2 separate regions of the Mus musculus genome follow, and region 1 is linked to region 2. A link is a contact called in public HiChIP or PLAC-seq data. All regions are on one chromosome and are shown on one strand. The core of a region is the stretch at or near the end of the contact, and the rest is flanking DNA. Distances in the headings are between cores, read along the strand shown.

Evidence for each region. HiChIP or PLAC-seq counts read pairs in DNA pulled down with a chosen protein or histone mark.
Region 1: an H3K27ac HiChIP or PLAC-seq map of extraembryonic endoderm stem cells shows a contact between it and region 2. The contact joins two enhancer-like sites. A contact is called at or near these places in 2 of 39 promoter capture datasets (both in the 3T3-L1 cell line), 1 of 115 datasets of contacts at active chromatin or transcription factors (extraembryonic endoderm stem cells) and 1 of 9 other capture datasets (embryonic stem cells).

What each region holds. Positions count from the first base shown.
Region 1 is chr6:117,853,340-117,861,021 of GRCm38.p6, forward strand. No RefSeq gene overlaps it. Among named protein-coding and RNA genes, the nearest start is that of Zfp239, 5.7 kb to the right of the region's middle. Within about 2 kb of position 4,967, at least 11 of the 459 cell types and tissues checked have an H3K27ac peak or open chromatin away from gene starts, as enhancers often do. A contact at or near this core is called in extraembryonic endoderm stem cells, where this site is marked.
Region 2 is chr6:117,456,234-117,463,086 of GRCm38.p6, forward strand. No RefSeq gene overlaps it. Among named protein-coding and RNA genes, the nearest start is that of 6820426E19Rik, 36 kb to the right of the region's middle. Within about 2 kb of position 4,553, at least 8 of the 459 cell types and tissues checked have an H3K27ac peak or open chromatin away from gene starts, as enhancers often do. A contact at or near this core is called in extraembryonic endoderm stem cells, where this site is marked.

The DNA of each region.
Region 1 (7,682 bases), core at 3,717-6,216, 400 kb after region 2:
TGAGCCATGCCTGCAGCTCACAAAGGATTACTCTCAATCAACACTTCCACTCAGGGAGTTCCCCCGGGTTGGGAAGGATAGGATTTGTGAACACTTCCCTGATCAGTTCAGAAATCCAAAATTTAAAAGAGAGTTAAGGGCTGTTGAGATGGCTCAGCAGATAAGAGCACTGAAAGGTCCTCGATTCAAATCCCAGAAATCACATGGTGGCTCACAACCACCTGTAAGGAGATCTGATGCCCTGGTCTGTTGCGTCTGAAGTTAGCTACAGTGAACGTACGTATAATAATAAATAAATCTTTGGGCCTGAGCAAGCAGAGTTGAGCCGACCGGAGCAAGTGGGGCCCACTGGAGTGAGCAGAGGTCCTAAAATTCAATTCCCAACAACCACATGAAGGTTCACAACTGTACAGCTACAGTGTACTCACATACATAAAATAAATAACTCTTTAAAAGAGAGTTGAAGTGGGCTGGAGAGATGGCTCAACGGTTAAGAGCACTGACTAGTCGTTCTTCCTAAGGTTCTGAGTTCCAATCTCAGCAACCACATGGTGGCTTATAACCATCCATAATGAGATCTGATGCCCTTTTCTGGTGTGTCTGAAGACAGCTACAGTGTCTTACATATAACAATAAATAAATCTTAAAAAAAAAAAGAGAGAGAGAGAGAGAGTTGAAGTATCACAAAGAACTCTACCTGACCTTCTCTGTTGAAGATGGTGGGCAGAGTAAGAAGGACTGCTGTGGCTGCTTGGGAAAGAGACCATGCACCTTCATGGGGTGTAATGACAGCAGATGAAAATTCCCCAACTAACAACCTGCATAGGATAGGATAACAATGAGGTCTACCAAGGCCATAGGCAGGGTCTTTGAAGCTTGATCACAAAGATTAGATTATCAGGGATAAATCAGTGCCTGTTCCAGGAGAGAATGGGGATCAGAAGACAAAGGACCTGGGGGTCGGAGCAGTGGTTCTTTCTCTCTCTCTCTCTCTCTCTCCCTCTCTCTCTCTCCTGGTTTTTCAAGACAGGGTTTCTCTGTATAGCCCTGGCTATCCTGGAACTAACTTTGTAGACCAGGCTGGCCTCGAACTCAGAAATCCGCCTGCCTCTGCCTCCTGAGTGCTGGGATTAAAGGCGTGAGCCACCACTGCCCCGCTGAAGTGGTGGTTCTCAACCCTCCTGTGACCCTTTAATACAGTTCCTCATGTGGTGATCCCCAACCATGAAATTCTTTCATTGCTACTTCATAACTATAATGTTGCTATTGCTATGAACTGTGATGCAAATATCTTATATGCAGAGTATCTGTTATGCAGAGTATCTGATATGCAGTGTATCTGATATGCAGAGTATCTGATAAGCAGAGTATCTGATATGCAACCTCCAAAGGGGTTACAACCCATAGGTTGAGAACCTCTAGGTTAGACATAAAGAGTCCTTGGGACCAAGGATGCAAAAGGTACTCTGTAACTTACAGACAGTAAATCATAATGAGCATAATGAGAAAGTGCAGAAGATCTGAAGATGAATCTGGAAGAAAAAAGAAATTACTTTCCTAACAGACCTTAGGGCTGCATGCTCTTCTCCACCCTAGCCTGAATAAGGAAAATAAATGTCCCCTGTCCTCTTACACTGCAATTACATGTTAAACATGAAAACATCTTTGGTTCTGTGGGTATTTTCTTCCTGCCTTTTTTTGCATACAAAGAGTAGTGTCCTACTCAGGTTCAATGGCAATATGCCAAAATTCTGACTAAAGTGTAAACCTTAAGTCCAAATGGACAGATTTTTCTGGAGACGTGCAATAGGAGAAAGCTTGGACATTACAAATATGTATACAGGCAATCATTTTTGCTATGATGTGCCAGGAATATAATTTGGCTTAAACTCTCGCCTGGGAAGATGAAATAAGTGGTAACTAGGAGAGGGAGAGAGAGAGAAAATAGAAAAAGAGAGAGAGTTGTTGAGAAGGATTAGTATGAAGTCTTCTTTATGGTTTTATTATAGAAAGGCAGAGAGAAAGAGAGAAGGTAAAAGAAAGAGAGGGAAGTATGACGTCTTTTTATTTTTGGTAGAAAGGATTAAAAAGAGAATGTTTTAGATAATGGTGGGATTTTTATCCTAGGAATTTAAAACAGAAGATGAAGACAAAGGCATGAAAGTCCTTCACAGAAGGTCTGAGCAAGTTGCACCACCAGGCTTATTTCGGAAATGGGACTGTTGCTGTCTTCAGACACACCAGAAGAGGGCATCAGATCCCATTACTGATGGTTGTGAGCCACCATGTGGTTGCTGGGAAGCCACTGAGCCAACTCTCCAGCCCTGAAAATGAGGTTAAGGGTGATATATGTTAGATGATTAAAGTTTATTAAAAATCCCTAAGGTGCTGGCCTGTGGTGGCACACGCCTTTGATCCCAGCACTCAAGGAGCAGAAGTAGGTGGATCTCTCAATTGGGAGCCAGCCTTGTCTACAGAGTGAGTTCCAGGACAGCCAAGGCCACACAAGGAACCTCAGTCTCAGGAAAACCAAAAGGGAAAAAAAATCCCTAAGGTTAGACAGGTGTGGTGGCCACACCTTTAATCACAGCACTCTAGGCAGAAGCCAGCAGATCTCTGCGATTTTGAGGATACCCTGGTCTACAAAGTGAGTTCTGGGACTATGTAGAGAGAACTTGTCTCAAAACATTTAAAGAAAGAAAATCTCCAAGATTATAGTGCTCTACAGACACAAGAACTAGTTTATAGGCTGGCGAAATGGTTCAGTGGATAAGGGCGCTGACTGCTCTTCTGAAGGTCCTGAGTTCAAATCCCAGCAACCACATGGTGGCTCACAACCACCCGCAATGAGATTTGATGCACTCTTCTGGTGCGGCTGAAGACAGCTACAGTGTACTTATGTATAATAGTAAATAAATCTTTTTTAAAAAAAGAACTAGTTTATATGTGTTAAAATGTAACATACAATACATACATACTGTGTGTTACTATGGTAACACAAGAACTGGTTAAAAAGAAGGAGGGTCTAAGTACAAGGTCATTACTTGTGGTTTTGCTGGCCTCCTTAGGGTTTAACCACCTGGGGAAACTGAGTCATAACAAAGCCAAGGTTCTTTTTAAATTGGGTTGTTTTGACCAAGCCTTTTTAAAATGTTAAAAAAAAAAAAAAGCAGTTTAAAATTACAAACTGATAAAGCTTTCCCTCTGGGGATAAGCTTTAAGCCTACACCAGTGAGGAAAATCAAAAGTTTCCTAGCCTTTGTCCTCAAGGTCAGTCAGGACCCAGAGAATGATAGGAGCTAAATGATCAAGCCTCTTGACCAGAGAGGTCCCAGAAATCTCCAGCAGGGTTGAATCTTATAAAAAGGGGGAGGGAGTGTGCTGGGGATCTCAGAGTGTGAATGCTACAACACAAAGTTACAGTTGTATGGGGGTCCACACTATCTCTAAACGGCGAAGGGCGTGAAACTTGCCAAAGGACAACATTTTACAAGGATTTGTTTTAATGAGAAACAAACTCCATAAGAGAGACCCCCCTAAACTGAAACCCTTTCAAAGTACCAAGAGGACTTCACAGAATGACCTGAGGTGGAAAGTCATTGACTGTGTCTATGGCAACCCCCTCATGTGGATAGAGGCCTTCCTCCTCCCAGCTTCGATGGCTGACACAGTTAGAATTGTCTTAGGGTACATTACGACACAGCTCCTGCCCGGCGGTGGTGGCACACACCTTTAATCCCAGCACTTGGGAGGCAGAGGCAGGCGGATTTCTGAGTTCGAGGCTAGCCAGGTATACAAAGTGAGTTCCAGAACAGCCAGGGCTACACAAGAAAACTGTCTCAACACCTAATGCACTCAGGAAGCAGATGCAGGTGGATCTCTGTGAGGTCAAAGCCAGCCTGATGCACAGCCCAATACATGCACCAAATCCTGGGCACCCAGTTTCATAAGAAGCTACTACTGGGATAACTCCAACTCAGCAATAGTACCAACTCCATTTTATCCAATAGAAAGGTCATATGGACAAAAAAAAAAAGAAAGAAAGAAAGAAAGAAAGAAAGAAAGAAAGAAAGAAAGAAAGAAAGAAAGAAAGAAATGTCATTGCATTAAATGGCATGATATAGCAAATGGAAGAAAGAGATATATACAGACTATTCTACACAATGTTGCTTTTGAAATAAGTTCTGGGTTTCTTTTGTTTGTTTGTTTGTTTTTTCGAGACAGGGTTTCTCTGTATAACCCTGGCTGTCCTGGAACTCACTCTGTAGACCAGGCTGGCCTCGAACTCAGAAATCCGCCTGCCTCTGCCTCCCAAGTGCTGGGATTAAAGGCGTGCGCCACCATGTCCGGCTTTGAAATAAGTTCTATGGTAGCCCTGGTGGCCCTGGAACTCTATGTAGACTAAGCTAGCTTGGAACTCACAGAGATCCCCTTGTGTCTGCTTTCTGAGTTGTGCAATTAAAGGAATGTGCCACCATGCTCACCTAGTTAGGTGGTGGTGGTGGTGGTGGTGGTGGTGGTGGTGGTGGTGGTGGTGGTGGTGGTGGTGAAATTGACACAAGCCCTGGCCATCTGAGAAGGACCTTCCCTTGAAAACATTCCTCCCACAGGCAAATCCGTGGAGCATCTCTTGATTTAACAATTATTGTAGGAGGGTCAGCCCATTGAGGATAATCCTACCTAATTGTGATACCTATAAACCACACTGTTCAGCATAGCAAGAATATCCCCCCCAAAAAAAAATGCAGCTGGGGAGACAGATCAGGGGTTAAGAGCATTTGTTGTTCTTGCAGAGAGTCCAGGTTCAGCTTCCAGCACCTATGTGGTTAACTACTTTCTATAGACCACAAGGTGGTGCACAACTCTAATCCCTGTAAAAGGCAAAAAGTCCTTGTACACACAGATAGGTTCTGGAGAATCCAGGAACTATTTTACATAGGCATTCTTCAAAGGAAGGAGATGCTTAACCTATCTTCTTCCTGGAATTCTAGGAATGGATATAGTTTACAACCTGGCAATTCTCTGCTGTCTTATGAGCTAGGCGCTGCCATATCTCTCAGAATTTATATTTTACTTATCCTAGATCCTTTCCTCCTAAAACCTTGAGCATTATTTCTAGGTCATAAAAATCATTCTTGTGATGAAATTTGGACTTTACAACAACCTAGGTGGCTGCTGTGTTATCTTAGGGATGGGGCTGGCAATCAGGACTGCTGTGGGCCTTAATGTTTACCTAAGGCATTCTCTCTGGACCATTATCTTGAGCATTGTTTCTAAGTCAACAAGAACCCACCTTATATGAATACTTTGTAAAGAGTTCAATGAAACATGTCTTTTTTTTTTTTTTTTTTGGTCTTCTTTTTTTCTTTTTTGGTTTTTCGAGACAGGTTTGCTCTGTATAGCCCTGGCTGTCCTGGAACTCACTCTGTAGACCAGGCTGACCTCGAACTCAGAAATCCACCTGCCTCTGCCTCCCAAGTGCTGGGATTTAAGGTGTGCTCCACCACCGCCCGGCCAAAGCATGTCTTAAGCTTTGTTGTACTCACAGGACTGAGTTATTTGTTATCTGAAAACTTTTTTCTAAAACTGCTGTGCTTAAATATGGCTAAAATAAATGAACTGGTGTCAGATTCTCAAAGTCCTGGCATAGGATTGGTGCCTAAACCAGCCTGAACCAAATTTCACTCCTGTCTCTTCACAGATGGTTTCCATGTCCGCTGTAAAACTTTCAGGGACCCTTTACAAATCCCAGCACTCTGGATGCAGAGGCAGCCATATCCAAGTACAAGGCCATCCTTCAGAGTACAATTCAGGACATCCAGGGATACATAGAGAAACCTTGGCTTGAAAAACCAAGCAAAGCAGGGCGATGGTGGCGCACACCTTTAATCCCAGCACTTGGGAGGCAGAGGCAGGTGGATTTCTGAATTCCAGGCCAGCCTGGTCTACAAAGTGAGTTCCAGAACAGCCAGGGCTACACAGAGAAACCCTGTCTCAAAAACAAACAAACAAACAAAACAAAACAAACAAGCAAAAACAAGCAAGCAAACAATCTAGAATTCCAGTTCCAGGGATCTAACTCCCACTTCTGACTTCCATGGGCACCAGGCAGAACACACAGTACACATACATACATGCAGGTGAAGCACTTATATATATAAAGTAAGAGAATAATAAATTATTTTTAATAGATATTCCCAAAGATGCAGCAGTGGCACTTATAATTTAGGGATAGCCAACAACCATCTGAATGGATTTACAAACCAAAGAATAGATTACATATCTGATACTATAAGCCTATCTGTGACCAGTAAGTCCATGGATCATAGATAACTTAGTATTGTCATGTTCCCTAAAACAGTATAATTTGTAACAGCGTTCTTGTTTTTAAGATTTATTAATTTTTTATGTATATGAGTCTATTGTAGCTGTCTTCAGAAACACCAGAAGAGGGCATCAGATCCCATTACAGATGGTTGTGAGCTACCCTGTGGCTGCTGGTAGTTGAACACAGGACCTCAGGAAGAGCAGTCAGTGCCCTTAACTGCTCTCTCCAACCCCCTCTAACAACATTCTTACTACTTATCCTTAAACACATAAATAAGTGTGCTCTCATCCTTCATCCTGGGAGTTTCTTTTGCAGCAGAGACAATTACAGAAAGCCACAACTGATCAAAATGCAGAGAACTGCTTACCACAGTGTGCCAAAATGCCAATTGATATATCCCCACCATAACACAAGCCCCTGCATCTAAGGCTCAGAGAACATCACACAGAAACCAAGAGAGAGACCCATAAGATCTCTCAACCATATGGTAGCCTAAATAACACCCTAACAATGACCACACCAGTGCATAGGGGACATCTCAGAAGGACCCACCCTTACATGAAGAGCTACAGGCAAGTAATGACTGCTGAGAAAGGGAGAATCAGCCTTCTCTAGGAATGGGTCACCTAATTGGTAATCCAACACAAGTAGTCAACCCTAAAAACACATAAGCAATGCTAAGTGTATTTATATTTGAATACATACATACATACATACATACATACATACATACATACATAGATATATACACACATGCCACAGACCACCCCAGCTGGGCATGGGGGTCCCTGGAATGAGAGTCTTTGAAGCAGGTGGGTAAGGATTCAGCTGTGACAAACAGAGACAAACACAGAGCCAGTTTGAATCTGAGTGTATTCTGCAGCTCTCAAGCAGGGGGTTTTATACATTAAAAAAACCAAACATTACATCTCTTAGAAACTATATCCAGCCGGGCGTGGTGACACGGCTTTAATCCCAGCACTTGGGAGGCAGAGGCAGGCGGATTTCTGAGTTCGAGGCCAGCCTGGTCTACAAAGTGAGTTCCAGGACAGCCAGGGCTATACAGAGAAACCCTGTCTGGAAAAACCAAAAAAAAAAAAAAAAATCACTTGGCACAGTAAAGCACAAAAATCATCCAAGCATTACAACTCTGAAACTATGTATTCAGTGAATCACAAATAGAACAGTTCTTTTTTTTTTTTTTTTTTTTTTTTTGTATTCAGTGGATGTATTCAGTGGGGGGCGGGTTTCCAGGAGCAGGTTAATAAATCTTTAAAGGTCAGTGCTCTTAACCACTGAACTAACTTTCCAGCCTCATGGTCAATTATTATTTAACATTTAGTGCCTGATTTTT
Region 2 (6,853 bases), core at 3,303-5,802:
TGGAAATCATGAGATGTAGAGAAAAAGCCAGCCACATGTGTGCATTGTCACCTTGATAAATGAGCATACATATATGAAAGTCCCAGCCCTGGCCTCTAGGAGAAACCAAGAGAAGTTAAGTCACCACTGGCATCAAGTCAGACTGTTAACACGTCCCATGAACTAGGGCCTCTACGAACAGACATGTGCTTTCTCATGGTTCTGAAGGCTGGAAGTTTAAGTTCAAATGTTAGAGACCAGCTTCTGCCAAGACTGCTCTTTTGGGCTTGAAGATGGTATCCTTTGTTGTGTTGGAATCATGGCTCTCATCTGGACAGACCACAGGCCAATGCAGTTCCATGTGGCAGAGGTTTACTGGGGGGTGAGGTGGGGGACAAGAAGGAGAAAAGGGGGTAAAGAGAGAAAGAAGGAAAAAAGGGGGTGAAGATCAGGAAGGGTCTGCCTTTTATTTAGGCTGTAATGTAACTGCTTGCAGGTAAGGATGGGAAGTGGACTCTGAGAATGTGCCAGTCCATGTCACCTGTGAGTGTCCTGATATCCTCTTTCTCCCTGTGTCTTCACGTTGTCATCCATCTGCATGTGTACATCATTAGGAGAACACCAGTCATGCTGGATTAGGACACTAACCAACCTTAACTTACCTTCCTAAATGCCCAGTCACCAACTGCAACTACGGATTTGAGAGGCACAGCTCACCCACCGGAGACTTCCACTTTCCACAGGGGACGGGGTCGGAGAACTACTTTCCTGTGCACACTGTGCTCTTCAGGGCTTTCCACCTTGCTTTGTACACTGTGTCTTTCCTGGGCCTTGTGAATAGGGCTCTGGGTGGGATGGGAACGGCATAAAAGAGAAAATCATTATGAGTGCATAAATGTCCTCTTCTTGGTGAAACCCAGCAATGTCCTCTGAGACTATGCTGGTTTGTCTCATCGTCTGTGCTGGGATGCATTTGCTCAGTGGCTCAGGAAAAACTCTAACCCAGTGTCCTTTTGTATACACCAGTGTGCTTGTTTTGACCCTGTGGGCAGTCCCCCCAGGCTACTGCCCATCAGTTAAGGTTTTGAAGACATAGTTTAAAAGCTCACTGTCTGGAAGGCCCCTGAGGGTCCTGTTACTACTTGAAGAATCATTAGAGCATAGTGTTCTCAACCTCGCTTATACAAGGAACTGAGAGAGCCCAGAATTTTGAAAAGAAACTAAGAAGTTTTGAAATATAACCCCCTAGCTAACCGATAATGTAAATAGAATTTCATGTGTAGTTTCCAGTGTTGAACTTTCTAATCGATGACAGAAATGCTTTAATCAAGGTGTTTGTTTTGGGTCCTTCATTATGCTTGCAGTCATTGTTGAAATGCTCCTACCCAGTGGAGGAGGTTTCAAAGACCGAGTAAGCCCTTCCAGGGCAGAGCCATGCCCAGGAGCAGTTAGCCAACAACACAAAGGGGACCCCATGTCTTTCTGTGTACTTTCTTGTTGATGTTATTTGTTTGGTTTTGCTATTCTTTTATCTTATTGAATTTTGTTTGTCTGTTTGGATTTCCTGAGTTTCTCATTTTTGTTTTTGTGGGTTTTTTTTTTAGACAGAGAGAGAGAGAGAGGGGGGGGGGGAGAGGGAGAGGGAGAGAGAGAGGATGAACAGGAAAAAGGATAGGACGGAAGATGGGAAAGAGAAAGAATATGATGAAAATATATATTGTGGGGGGGGGGGGAGGGAGGACTTCACACTGGCACAGGCCAGTGAAGGTGAAAGGTCACTTTGCCCCAGGACATTCGAGGTAGGGGGAAGCAGTTCCTGCCTTATCAGGGGAGTTTGCCAATGATAGGAGCACACATTCTCAGTTATCTGCTGATTCTATCTCTAGAAGAACTTTGAGATTTGCTGTACACAGGAAAAAGAGAGCTGTAATTTGCCTGTGTCACGGCTTATAAGGCTTAAGTGTAATGGGTGCACAGTATCTATGGTTATAGACTCAGCTTCTGCCTTTGGTCCTAGGAACCAGCATGAACCAGAATAATCTCTCTCTCTCATGGAAATGTCACATCATCAAACTAGCTTAGAAACAGATGCTCCCCAAAGCAGGATATATACAGTCACAAAAGATGCACCCTCCACTCATAGAAGTGTCTTCCAGTCTAAGCCCTCAGGAAAGGAACTCTGAAGCAACCCACTTTTTCATTTGGTCTTTCTCCATTTCTTCAGCTCTCAATGCTTGAGGTTCTACTGTATTAGGAATGTTCCCACCCAGGGCCATTCTGTTCTGCAGATGGGATACTGTTCAACTCATGAATTACTAGCCAGTAGATCTTTGGATTTAGTTTTTCTTACATAAGTTACAAAAAGAAAAAGGAAGGAAGGAAGGAAGGAAGGAAGGAAGGAAGGAAGGAAGGAAGGAAGGAAGGAAGGAAAGGAAGGAAAGGAAGGAAGGAAGGAAGGAAGGAAGGAAGGAAGGAAGGAAGGAAGGAAGGAAAGGAAGGAAGGAAAGGAAGGAAGGAAAGGAAGGAAGGAAGGAAGGAACGAAGGAAGGAAGGAAGGAAGGAAGGAAGGAAGGAAAGGAAGGAAGGAAGGAAGGAAGGAAGGAAGGAAGGAAGGATGGGAAGGAAGGAAGGAAGGATGGGAAGGAAGGAAAGATGAGAGAGAGAGAAAGAAAAAAGAGGGAAAGAAAAATGAGCTGCCATCAAGACATTCAACCTTAAAGAAGTGTAAGATAGCTCTCCACCCTCCCAAGCTATGACACTTCTCTTCTTCCACTTTAGCCTTTGACCTTTGGTGAGGTCATTGCCTGTTGTGCTTATGGTCAGGGTTCCTTTGAGGACAAGCTGCCTGAGGAGTTACCTTCAGACCTTTTGTTATTATACAAAATCAGACCTAAATTGAAACTCTGGGCAACTTTTTCTCCTTAGTCAAAAAGAACTAGGGCCTAGATCTCGGACTCAGAACTGAATGTCCCAGGCACACTGGAGACTTCCGTGGTCTGAATATGAAATGTTTCCACACCTAAACTCACGTATCGAATGCTTGGTTTCCATCTGGAGACACTGTATGGAGACATTGTAGAAACTTTGAGGGAAGAGATGGAACTAGAGGGTGCAAGTCACAGGAAACTGGGCTTTGAGGGTCTGTCTAGTCCCTGGTCCCTTCCTCTCTGTGTTAGCTATCAAGTGCAGCATCCTCTCAGTGTGATCCTGCTACCACTTGTATGTTAGCTGTGAGTGTCCTGCTCTGAGGAATATCTGCTCACTTCACTATAGACCAAGAAGAAATGCGAACAAGGACTGTAGACCAAAATCTCTGAAACTAGGAACCCAAGTAACCCCTTTAAAGCTCTTTCTTAGTATTTTGGGTCACAGTTTGTGAACATAACTAGCACAGATGCCAGTGGGATTAGATTTGCATCCTTTCCCCTCTGGCCACCCTCCCCGCCCTTCCCCCCCACCCCCCACCCCCCACCCCCCACACACATAGGTTAGGAGTCAGGGGATACACCTGGAAAGAAAAGTTTCAGAGAAATGGCCTTTTGATCCCCTTCACAGATGTTTGGAGACATGAAACATTGCTCAGCCCAGATACCCAGTCAAGATCAGGTACCAGAAGGGACAATGTGCTCCTGAAGGAGAAATGACCTATCACTTTGCACCATAGCCTATCTGTCGTCATATGGTGGTGGTGGTGGGGGGGGGGGCTTCTTTTCCACAGCTTACACTGGGTTCCCTATCTATAAAACACTTGTATGATCCTGATAGGAAAAGAGTCTGCCTTTCAAAAACAAAACAAAAGCAAACTACTGTCCTTTAGAACTTAGAAGAATTATCTATAGGACACCCTCTCGGTGGTTACTCCTGCATATCTCAGCTCCTGAGAGTCTAAGGACACATCTGGGGACATATAAGCCCCTGAGTTCTCAGGGAACCAGCACAGTGACTTCATTAAACTTTCATCAGAGACAGGATTTGTGCAGCAATTTGTATCAATGACAGCTGCCAGACAGGGAAGTAAATGCCCTTTAGGCCAGTGTTTCCAAGTCCGACCTCCATGTAAAGGTTCCCTACACTCACCCAGACAAGCTGGCTGGACATCAAGTGTAGGCAGGGTGTGCTTGAATCTGGACTCCTGGGAATGTCTAAGCCTCGGCGTCCCAGGGCAGTGTTGGAACTCCTGCTGCTGAGGGGGATGTGAAAGGGAGGGGTGTGCCATTGTAAGGGAATCTAGTGTTTATGGGATCCAAGCAGAAACGTGGCCTCCTTTGTCTTCCTGAGCTGATAAAGTGTGGGACTGTCTGGTTTGGTTGTGTGGACATTGTTTCCACCAAGCCACACCTTGTTGCCCCTCAGCTCACTACGCTCTGGGTGACATGCCTCTTGGCTTCTAGATGGCTGCAAGGGGGCAATAAACCAATGCTGTGCCTTTTGTTTAAGTTTTAATAAGGCCATTATTGGGAGGCTTAAAAGCCGGGTTTTTGTGTAAGATTTTCTCCAGTCTCTGAGGTGGGACTACAAACATCCTGGATGTTAGAAATGGGAGGAAAAGATTACCAGGGAGGAAAGGAAGACTTCCTCTTTCTCTAGGAAGGCTGATAGATAAGCAGCCTCTGGACATGGACTCTCTCTGCCTTGTGGTTCCAGTGTGAAGTAAGGACTTCAAGCTGGGAGCCCCAAGGCAGCTCACCTCATAGGTGAAAACAGAAGCTAAGGAAAGGGCCCCCTGAGCGTCTGCAACTGGGAAGCCAGTTTGGCCCACTCCACTATGCTTGCTGTTCGTCTTCCTGTGTCTTCCTGCACTCCACCCAAGCCGTGTCTCAATGGGCCTGGGCTCCCTTCAGCCTTGTCCTAGGGAAAGCAGCATCCATTTGTGGATCTAATACTAGAAGGAGGATTGATATCCTAAATATGCAAAGAATGCTACCCTTTGCAGGCACATGCACCATGCCTAGATCTTAGTGTGGTTTCTAGGAATCAGAACCTGGCTCTCCATGATTGCCTGTCAGGTACTTTACTGACTGAGCCATCACCCCAGCCCTTAGTTAACTTTGTTAGGAACCTATAAAACTACTTCCCCACCAATGATGGCATGTTTAGCCTTTTCATTTAGACAATAATAGACATGAGGTGGTATTACTTTGTGGTTTTTAACTTGAATTTCCCTAAGATGCTAAGTATCTTTTCACATGTTTATTTGCTGTCTTCATTCTTTATGTGATGAAGTGTGTGTTCATGTCTTTTAAAATTGCCATTGTTTCTGGTATTAGATCCACAGATGTTTCTTCCCTAAAATGACCAGTTTTTTCCCCATTTCCTTTTAAACTACCTTTTAATGGTCGAAGTCTTAATTTGAATGAATTCCAATTATCTGTTTTGCTTTCCTCTTCATGGAATGAACCTCCAGCAGTAACTTATAGGAAGTCTTTTATCAGGTCACTATGACTTTCTGTTTTCTACAAGAAACCACTAAGTTATGGGTGCTCCTGACAGAATAGGAACCAGCAATGGTGTAACCTCCCTGTTTAAAACAGGGGTACAAAAGGTCACCGGCACCTCTAAGCAGCCTCTAAGCATCCTCTAAGCAGCCTGTACTGAGCTAAGGAGACACCTGGTGTCGTCACTTCAAGGAGGTGATAGGTTCCAGCTGAGGACCTGGGGGGCTTTAATAGGAACCACCCTTCACCATCACTTAGCAGTGTGATGTCTTTAAGCATGTGTAAGGAACATGGAATGGCAGATCCTATAGTATCATAGTGGAAAGAAGGAGAAGATGAAGGATGTGTTGGAGATATGAGGAGAACAGCCTGACCCTCTTCTTTATTCCTGGTGGAAACAGACAACCTCACATGCCTGGAGCATCTCTGTGTCAGCCAGTGTCCCCTTGCCAGCAGAAGCCATGATAGTTCCAGAGGGCACACCAGAGGACAGGATCAACTTCCCTAATTCTTCACTCTCTTAAGCACAAGCACAGGGCACTATAGTCCCCAGTATGGCTCTTCTCTGAGCACTCTTCCTCCTAAGACTTAGGTTTATAGAATGATTTCTTTTTAGTTTCCTTCTAAAAAGTAATACTGAAAGAAAGATGCAGAAGTGACAAGCAGGCAGGAATGTGATGGCGAATTGGGTACAGACCAGAGAACCACAGAGCCCAGGCTCAAAAGGCTACTGAGATCAGTTCTGACTCACCACATGCCTGCACAAGCCAGTAGGCACTTCTAGGCCTTGATTTCTTCATCCCTGAGATTGGATTATGAAAGCATCTCTTCCCAGGATGCTGCGATGAAGCTTAGATATCCGGGAATAAAATAGGTGTGGTTACTTGTACCATACTTTATGAATCTGTCCCCAGGCATTTTTTTTCCATAGCTGACCTTCGCCACTAACCTTCAGAAATTGACATCAAGAAAAGATGGCAGTGAGTAAATTCTGTGGTCTCCTCTCCTTAAGCATGAAGACAAGCTCAGAATTGACTCTGAAGTCCTCTAAACACAGAACACTTCTGGCAGAACATTCCCACTCACAAAATCGCCAACTAATTATACTAAACAAGCTTCATTCTGAGCCAGAAGAGTAATGGTTTAGATGTCCCTTAGCAAGGTAGACCAGATGGCTTGTTTTCTCTGCCTGCATCCACAAAACAAATAGGATACTGGAAGTGTGTGCAGTCACACAAAAGGGAAGAAGAGGAGAAAGAAGAGGAATGAGGTCCTCAGGGCCAGGTACTGCATCTTTCTCTATATAGGCCTGTGGCTTCATTCTGCAAGTGGCTTTTCACTGTGGCACTGAAAATGGAGATTACCATAGCCCTAGAGTACCACATCATCAGTAGGTCACCATGACAAGCAGTACAAGGGAGCCTCCACCAAACAGCAGC